2 separate regions of the Arachis hypogaea genome follow, and region 2 is linked to region 1. Evidence: chromatin contacts called from public Hi-C data. All regions are on one chromosome and are shown on one strand. The core of a region is the stretch at or near the end of the contact, and the rest is flanking DNA. Distances in the headings are between cores, read along the strand shown. Region 1 holds the start of LOC140177889. Region 2 overlaps LOC112737714 (transcription activator GLK1).

Region 1 (3,893 bases), core at 998-3,497:
TGCAGATATAGATTAGGTCAGTGTTAAAATTGTGTGGGTTTTAACTTAGGAAATGTAGTTTCATTGAATATAGTGCTACGCCCAGTGGATGGAAACTGAAGTGTGTTAGGTTACATATTCAGCTATGCAAGAGTTTAACGATACCTATGAATAATATACATAAGAGAATATCTATACGACTTGCTTTTGGTGTGTTATGATTGGTTGTGTCACGAGTTATGCAGGTGACTTTGTAGATAGAAACAGTCAACTTGAAAGATGTGTTGTACACACGGAGTGACGACGGTGTTGATTACGGAGATGTTGCTTCTCTGACCAATGACGACATATTAAGAAAGATATTTCCAACGAAAGAATATGCATATGATTTTTATCAAAAGTTGGGTAGATTTCATGGTTTTAGAAGTCGGAAGGGGGATATGTTTAAGGATGGAGGAGGGAACCTAATTAGGCAAAGATTTTTTTTGCAATAGAGAAGGGCTCAGACATAGGAAACATTACAATCGAGTGGATAGGAGGAGGCCTCAGAAGCTGGAGACAAGGACAAACTGTGAGGCGAGGATGTGCATATACCTTGACCGGAGCAATAACATCTGGAGGGTGAAGAAGGTTATCACGAAGCACAACCATGCGCTGACAAATCATGGCACGGTCCACCTAATTTCATATTTTTGGTCCACGACAGAAGCAGCAAAAGCCCAAATAAATGGGATGCAAGGGTGTGAAATTTTAACGTCGAAGACGATACAGTACCTGGCTGGCATGGCCGGAGGGTTTTCTCTAGTTGGTTTCCTGAAGAAGAATGCTTATAACTACGTTGACAGTAAGAGGCATGCTAGAATAGTCGACGGGGATGCGAACTCGGCTATAGTGTACATGGAGGAAAAAGTTGATGCCGATCCAATGTCTATGGCTCGCTATAATTTTACTGTGGATGACATGCTTGCTAATTTATTCTGGGCAGACGGTGCAAGTAGGCTTGACTATTAGTACTTTGGCGATGTCCTTGCATTCGACTCAATATATAAGAAGAATAAATATAACAGGCTGCAACAATCACAAGCAAACTTGTATATTTGGCTTTGGGTTGGTGTTAGATGAGAGCATCACATCATATACATGGCTGCTGGAAAATTTTTTGGAGGTCATGTGCAATAAGGTGCCATCGGTTGTTGTTACTAATGGAGATGATTCAATCCGAGAGGCTGTTCGAAAAGTTTTTACAAAAGCAACCATCGATTTTGTGCATGGCACATTGAGAAGAATGTTACATCTAACGTCAAGGATGTGGCTTTACGCCATCTATTCAACAGGTGACTGTATGCAGACATGGTGGTCGATGACTTTGAGACCGTGTGGGCCGAAGCAGCGGCTGAGTATGGATTGAATGGTACCTTGTAGGGGAACCAGGTGTATGGGAATAGGGATATGTGAGCCAACACATACTTGGGTGATAAGTTTTGTGCTGGGTTCCGGACAACATTGCGGTGTGAGGACATTAACAGCGTTGTGAAGAAGTTTCTTCAATCTAAACACACAATGCTTGAACTTGTCCAAAACCTTGAGCTTCTTCTTCGGGAGTTTAGAAATAACGAGCTACTATCTCAGTTCAGGTCCATCTATGGTGACCCGGTCTCGATGACAACGTTGGACTCCCTCGAAGGGTTTGCTGCTAGAGTATATACCCAAACTATTTTCAACGATGTGAAGAAGGAAATCGAAGCCGTTGCATCTGTTAACTTTATTGGGGGGGGGGGTTCGGCGGTTACTTACCACCAAAGTGTACACAGTAGAAGAATACGGGCACCCAGGCCGGCATATTGTGATCTTATGTGACAAGAATATGGGAAGGTTGCAGTGTGACTGTTACTTCTAGGACATGCGCAGGTACCCATATAAGCATATGTTCTTTGTCATGAAGCATGAGCATGTGATGGAGGTCCCGAAGTGGTTGGTGTTGAAGCGATGGACGAAAGATGCAAAACATGATGGGGAGTATGTGGAGAAAAAATATGACGATGGTGATCGAGAATTTTTGGTTTGCCACGGGGCACTGCATTCCGCGTCTCATTGGTTATTCTTTCTTGGGGCACAACAATTCGATCTATTTACGGAGGCGATGAAGGAGATACAGGAGCTACGTGCCAAACTGGAATATATGTTTTCCAAAAAGGCAAGTGGCAAGGTTGATGTAACAGCTACAAAACTGCGTGATCCTAATGTTGTGCGAACTAAGGGTGCACCTAGGGTGCCAAGACAAAAAGCGTTATGGAGGAAGTGTGTGGCATGTAAGGTGCCGGGTCATACCAAATGAACATGTCTTATCCGCAACATGAGAAATAAGGCAAAAAGGGCCCGAACCATGGGGATGGATGCTGGCGATGCTCACATTGGTGCCACAAGTACCGATGGGCTGACCACAAAGGTTAAACTAAGATTAATGAGATTTGTGTTTGTTATGGTTACTACTTACACAATGCTTATTGTATGTGTGGAAGGTTTAGGGTAGTTAATAGATTTCTAGAGATCGATGGGTTGTTCTGAAAAGGAATGTTGTTATTTAATGCAGATTACTGAATTTGATGTTACTAGGTCAAACGATGAGAAGGGACATCCAAGTCCTATAAGTCATCTTCATGAGGTGCACGATTTCAACTTAGGGACAATGAATATGTCTAGATTGGACAACGTTGCTCCCGGTTCAGACGGTAATGCTTTAAGGGAGGGCACTTTCGGCGGACTTGAAATAGAGGAGGCCAAGACAAGCAAGGTATGCCTTATTTGTTCTATTTCTGACACCGCAAATGATAGTTGTGTAAAACTTTGTGGTTCTTTTCTGATTTTTCTTCCTTTTGTGATACATGCCACAGCTGATGGAGATGGTGGTCTCTCTCGCAAAAGCATTATGAATGGAGAAATTAATGTGCGTTGCTCTTAATGTGTACCCTGCCCTTTCTATGAGGTATTATTGGTTCGATTGTTAAATAAACAATTACTTTCTCTAGAATGTTTGACTTATTTCTTCGCTGCGTCTACTCAGTGAATATTAATTGTAGTTATTGAGTGACTTGCACCTCAACATAAGTGTCGTGCCTAATTATCTAAGTATTGTCTCTGATTATTTCACAGGTCGAGATAGATTTGGTACCAATATGATATGCCCATAATTATTTTATTTTATTTTGTTTGATTTTATCTGCCCTAAGTTAAACTGCAATATAAAAGCAACATTCAGCCCAGCCCAACACATTGATGTCATATGGAGTGAGCCCGAGCTCGCGTTATAAACTGGGTCCATCTGCATGTTGAATAGGGAAAAGAAGTGGGCTTACATGACATGAGTCATATTTAACATAGTTATGGTTAACCAATGAAATAGGGTTCATCTATGCTGGAGCTCTAGAGGTGGGGCTTTGGCATAACAAAAAATTGGGTATCCTAAGTAGGTAGTCAACTTTTTTCCTTTGTGAAAGAGAAGAACAAAAAAAATGATAAACGCATCCCGGCTGCATCCATGGAGGGTGAAGAATTGATGAAGATGAAGTCCCCAACAACGAATTTAGTTAGCTTGCAGGGAGATGGATATCGACGCTGTCGTGTTGCTGCGGCTGAGTTCAACAAGTTAAGCTCCACTAAGTGCTCATCAACCATAGGAAACAAGACTTGAATCGATAACGCCCATGTATTTCTTTTCAGCGTGATATTCAACTGAGGCTGACGATTTTGTATTCGTTTTTGAATTTTGAATTTGGGAGCCAGAAAATAAACTATGTCTACACCCATAAGTGCATTATCACGTTTTGTTTTTTCGCAACTGCCAGAACCCGTGGTAAAAGAAGGAAACATAACTAGTTTGAGTGAATAAACAAGATGGCGAAATCAGAAAGAATGTT
Region 2 (3,576 bases), core at 678-3,177, 57 kb before region 1:
TTTTCAAAGGAAAATTTTTATCAATTTTTATGGAAAAAAATTGTATACATCACATTAATTTTTAACCACAAAATTAGTTTTATTTTTTTATTCTTATATTTTTTTAATTTATATTAGTCTGAAAAAAATTAAACACGTATTACTTCAGTAGTTAAAACTCTCTTTTTGAAAAGAAAAAAACATAATTGGTGTTAATAGAATTAAAAAGTTGGATTACTATTAATCATATATTGTTGATAATATTATGATGATATTGATGATAATTTAGACAAAATAGATTTAGAGAAGAATTATTTGTAATAATAATAAATTGTTAGTACTAAAAAAATTACTTTGTCATTTTTATATAAAATTTAATGGGTTAAATTTATTCACTTTGTTTTTATATGAATTCACTTTGTTTTTATATGAATTCACTTTCCTCGATATCTCTCTCCAATCTTTGATTTAGTAGATAATAATAGAATTTTGTTAAATTACTTTAAAAGATGACAAATGAATTTTGATGATAGAGTTTATACGTGAGTAAAGAAGATTTTTCAGTATCTAAGTATATATAAATCTTAATCTACAAAACAAGTTGCCTAATATATTTTTTTTATGTAAATGTATTTATTCTATGAAAATTAAATTATTTTTTGTAAATGTATAAAATAATTTATATAAACTAAAAAATAAAAAATATAAGATATATATATATATATAATTAACAAAAAAAGAAAAAAATTATATTTCACTCTTCATTTTAATCTTTATTCATATTAGTATATATATTATATCAAAGTTAGAATCTAGATGTTCTTTATGAAAATTCTTATGAAAATTTATATTTGAAAAGCTCATTTAATAAATTTAATTAAATTATTAAAATTGTAAATCTATACTATTATCAGCTATCAATTATCATTTTTGAAAAAAATACTCCGTTTGATTTTTAAAGTTATACTCGAACTTCAAATTAATCCTTGAAATTTATTTTAATTACTTTAATTTAGTTCCTAAACTTTTTAATTGACCTTGTGGCGAAAATTATTGTAAAAACTAATGTGATTAAAATTTGAAAAGTGTAGGGACTAAATTAAAACCATCCAAATTTTAAAGACTAAATCAAAATGTAATTTAAAGGATCAAATTGCACCGTACGTTTTTTTTTTTTGGTCAATGTACTCGTATTAAGTATACACTAGGTACATGTTTCTCTTACAAATGAGTTTAAAAGAATATTATGTCAAGTAAATTTTATTATTTTTTAATCTTTCATTCTAAATTATTTAAATGTACAGTTTAAAATATTAAATTAATTATTTATACTGTTTAAATATTTATTTTTAATTTAATATTAACTATTTAAATTATTTTAATATTAAATTTGATATAAAAGATATTTTATTAAATGAAAATCACTATTTACCTTTACAACTTAGTTTCAAATTTTTTTCATTGTGAAGCATGGCCACCCCATTGTCTATGCTAACTGCTAACTTCCACCAAAATATATATATTGGTAGGAAGTTACGTATAATTGTTTTTATTTAAACTTAATAATTAAAAATTGATACATTACAATTTAATTAAATCTATTGAATTAACTAACCGTTTTCGATTATAAACTAAGTAAAAACATCTATACATGAGTATTTGCCGTGTGTGTATATATATATATTATATACACACGTGCGAGCGCGCTGGTTGCTTCAATTTATGGATTATGTAACTTAATAATTTAAAAAAAAAAAGTGTAGGATTTTGTGATAAAGAACAATATGATTTGTTTTAATGCAGAAATATAGATCCCATAGGAAACATTTACTAGCGCGTGAAGCTGAAGCAGCAAATTGGAATCAAAGGAGACAAATGTATGGAGGGAAGAGAGATGTGAGTAGTCCATGGCTAGCACCTACCATGGGTTTCCCTCCAATCACTTCAGTGCACCATTTCAGACCATTACATGTATGGGGACATCCCTCCATGGACCAATCTTTCATACACACGTGGCCTAAAAATCCCACTCATTCACTCTCGCAGTCGCAGCCGTGGGTGCAACCTGTTGCTCTCCCGTTCTGGCATCCTCACCACCAACTAGTTAACGCTCTAAACTAACTCCTTTAAGCTTCCAACTCATAATTTGTTGATTGTTTTCATGGTTTAAATTGTGCTTGCATGTTGCGTAACAAGAATTATGTATATATAGTTGTGCTTTGATGTGAAAAGTTATGAAAACAATTTAGTAGAAAGCATATGCATGTGATTATTGAAATTATTGCAATGCACATGTGGAATGCATCTTCATTGTAGATGCAAACCAGAATTCAAAACCATGCATGATATTAGGTAGCTATTTTTGAAGATATTTTTACCTGAAAATTATATTATTAGAATGTTAACACGTATTGTTAAATAAATTAGTTAAATATATTAATTATTTAAAATTTTTCATTATTATTTTTATACAAAAATATTTTTATGTGAGTGATGATCAAATATTAATTTAATACGTTGTTTGATTAATTTAATAACCTTGTAGCTAGCTAGTACTTCTAAAGCTTAAACTTTCTTTAATAATTTAGTTCCAGTAAAAAATTATATAATAATTTGGAAATGTGTAGTTCTCGATCATTAATAATGTTTTGTTTGTTTTATACTAAAGTTAGAATGAAAATTTGAATCTCAAGAATAACTCATCATGTTGCTTTCTTAGTTTCTTTTTCTGAAAAAAAGTATATTCTTTTTTTTTTTTCATGCAGGCTCAAAACATGCTAACCCCAGGATCACCGTGTTTTCCACAGCCTCTGACAACAAGGGTAACTGTTCGTTTACCTTACTATTTTGGAACCACCCATGTTGTCTTCTCTCTTTGTCCTTTAGATTATTATTATTCCCCCTTACCAAAACAATAACATATATTTATATATATCGTATACAATTCTTGCCATAAAACTTATTACACTTCGGTATTGTCTCGTGACACAAGAGACATGTTTAATTTGAAATTAGCAAACAAAAAAATTGTAAATCTATAACATTTTAAAACTGTACATTATTTGAAATCTTGATCCATTGTTATCTATATTTTGAAAGCTTTTCAAATTTATTCTTATCATAAGAAATGGTCTTATTAATATTTTATTTTTATATTATTGAAATTTAACATTTAGAATTTAATTTTAGTATTTAAAATTAGTCAAATATTAATAAAAAATAATAAATTTTGATAATCTTTAAATATTTCTATTATTTTGTTAGTCTAACTAACTAACTAAAGAAGAAACAAAAAAAAAAAATGCAGAAATATGGATCAGGAGGTGTGGCAGGCACTATTATTCCAGTAACATCACCACATCCACATGTTATGTACAAAGCAGCAGATCCTCCCATTAACGGCCTCTCCAGCGCCAACCCAAACCCCATCATTGACTTCCATCCGGTAAACTTCATTTCATTACTCTGCCTTTTCTTCCTTCCAACACACGCAAACATTTTTCACACATGTCTAATAATGCAATAAAATTACACCAAATGCTACATATCTAAGTTTCCAATTAAATTAAACAATAAAACTTGAATAAATAGATAATT

What was found. Hi-C and Micro-C count contacts between places; a contact is called where the count stands out from the background.
Region 2: a contact with region 1 is called in a Hi-C map of leaf, with 2.8 times the contacts expected there. The contact joins the enhancer-like site here to the promoter of LOC140177889 in region 1. A contact is called at or near these places in 2 of 8 Hi-C or Micro-C datasets (leaf and an unstated tissue).

Annotation. Positions count from the first base shown.
Region 1 is chr13:23,331,730-23,335,622 of arahy.Tifrunner.gnm2.J5K5, reverse strand. It overlaps LOC140177889, which reads left to right and starts at 2,247. Exons shown (of 3, transcript XM_072211471.1): 1 at 2,247-2,425; 2 at 2,570-2,770; 3 at 2,871-3,134. The coding sequence starts at 2,333. The coding sequence ends at 2,909.
Region 2 is chr13:23,388,757-23,392,332 of arahy.Tifrunner.gnm2.J5K5, reverse strand. It overlaps LOC112737714 (transcription activator GLK1), which reads left to right. Exons shown (of 6, transcript XM_025787757.3): 3 at 1,783-2,082; 4 at 2,745-2,801; 5 at 3,287-3,424. Among protein-coding and RNA genes, the nearest start is that of LOC112737714, 3.5 kb to the left of the region's middle. Within about 2 kb of position 1,927, at least 1 of the 3 cell types and tissues checked has open chromatin away from gene starts, as enhancers often do.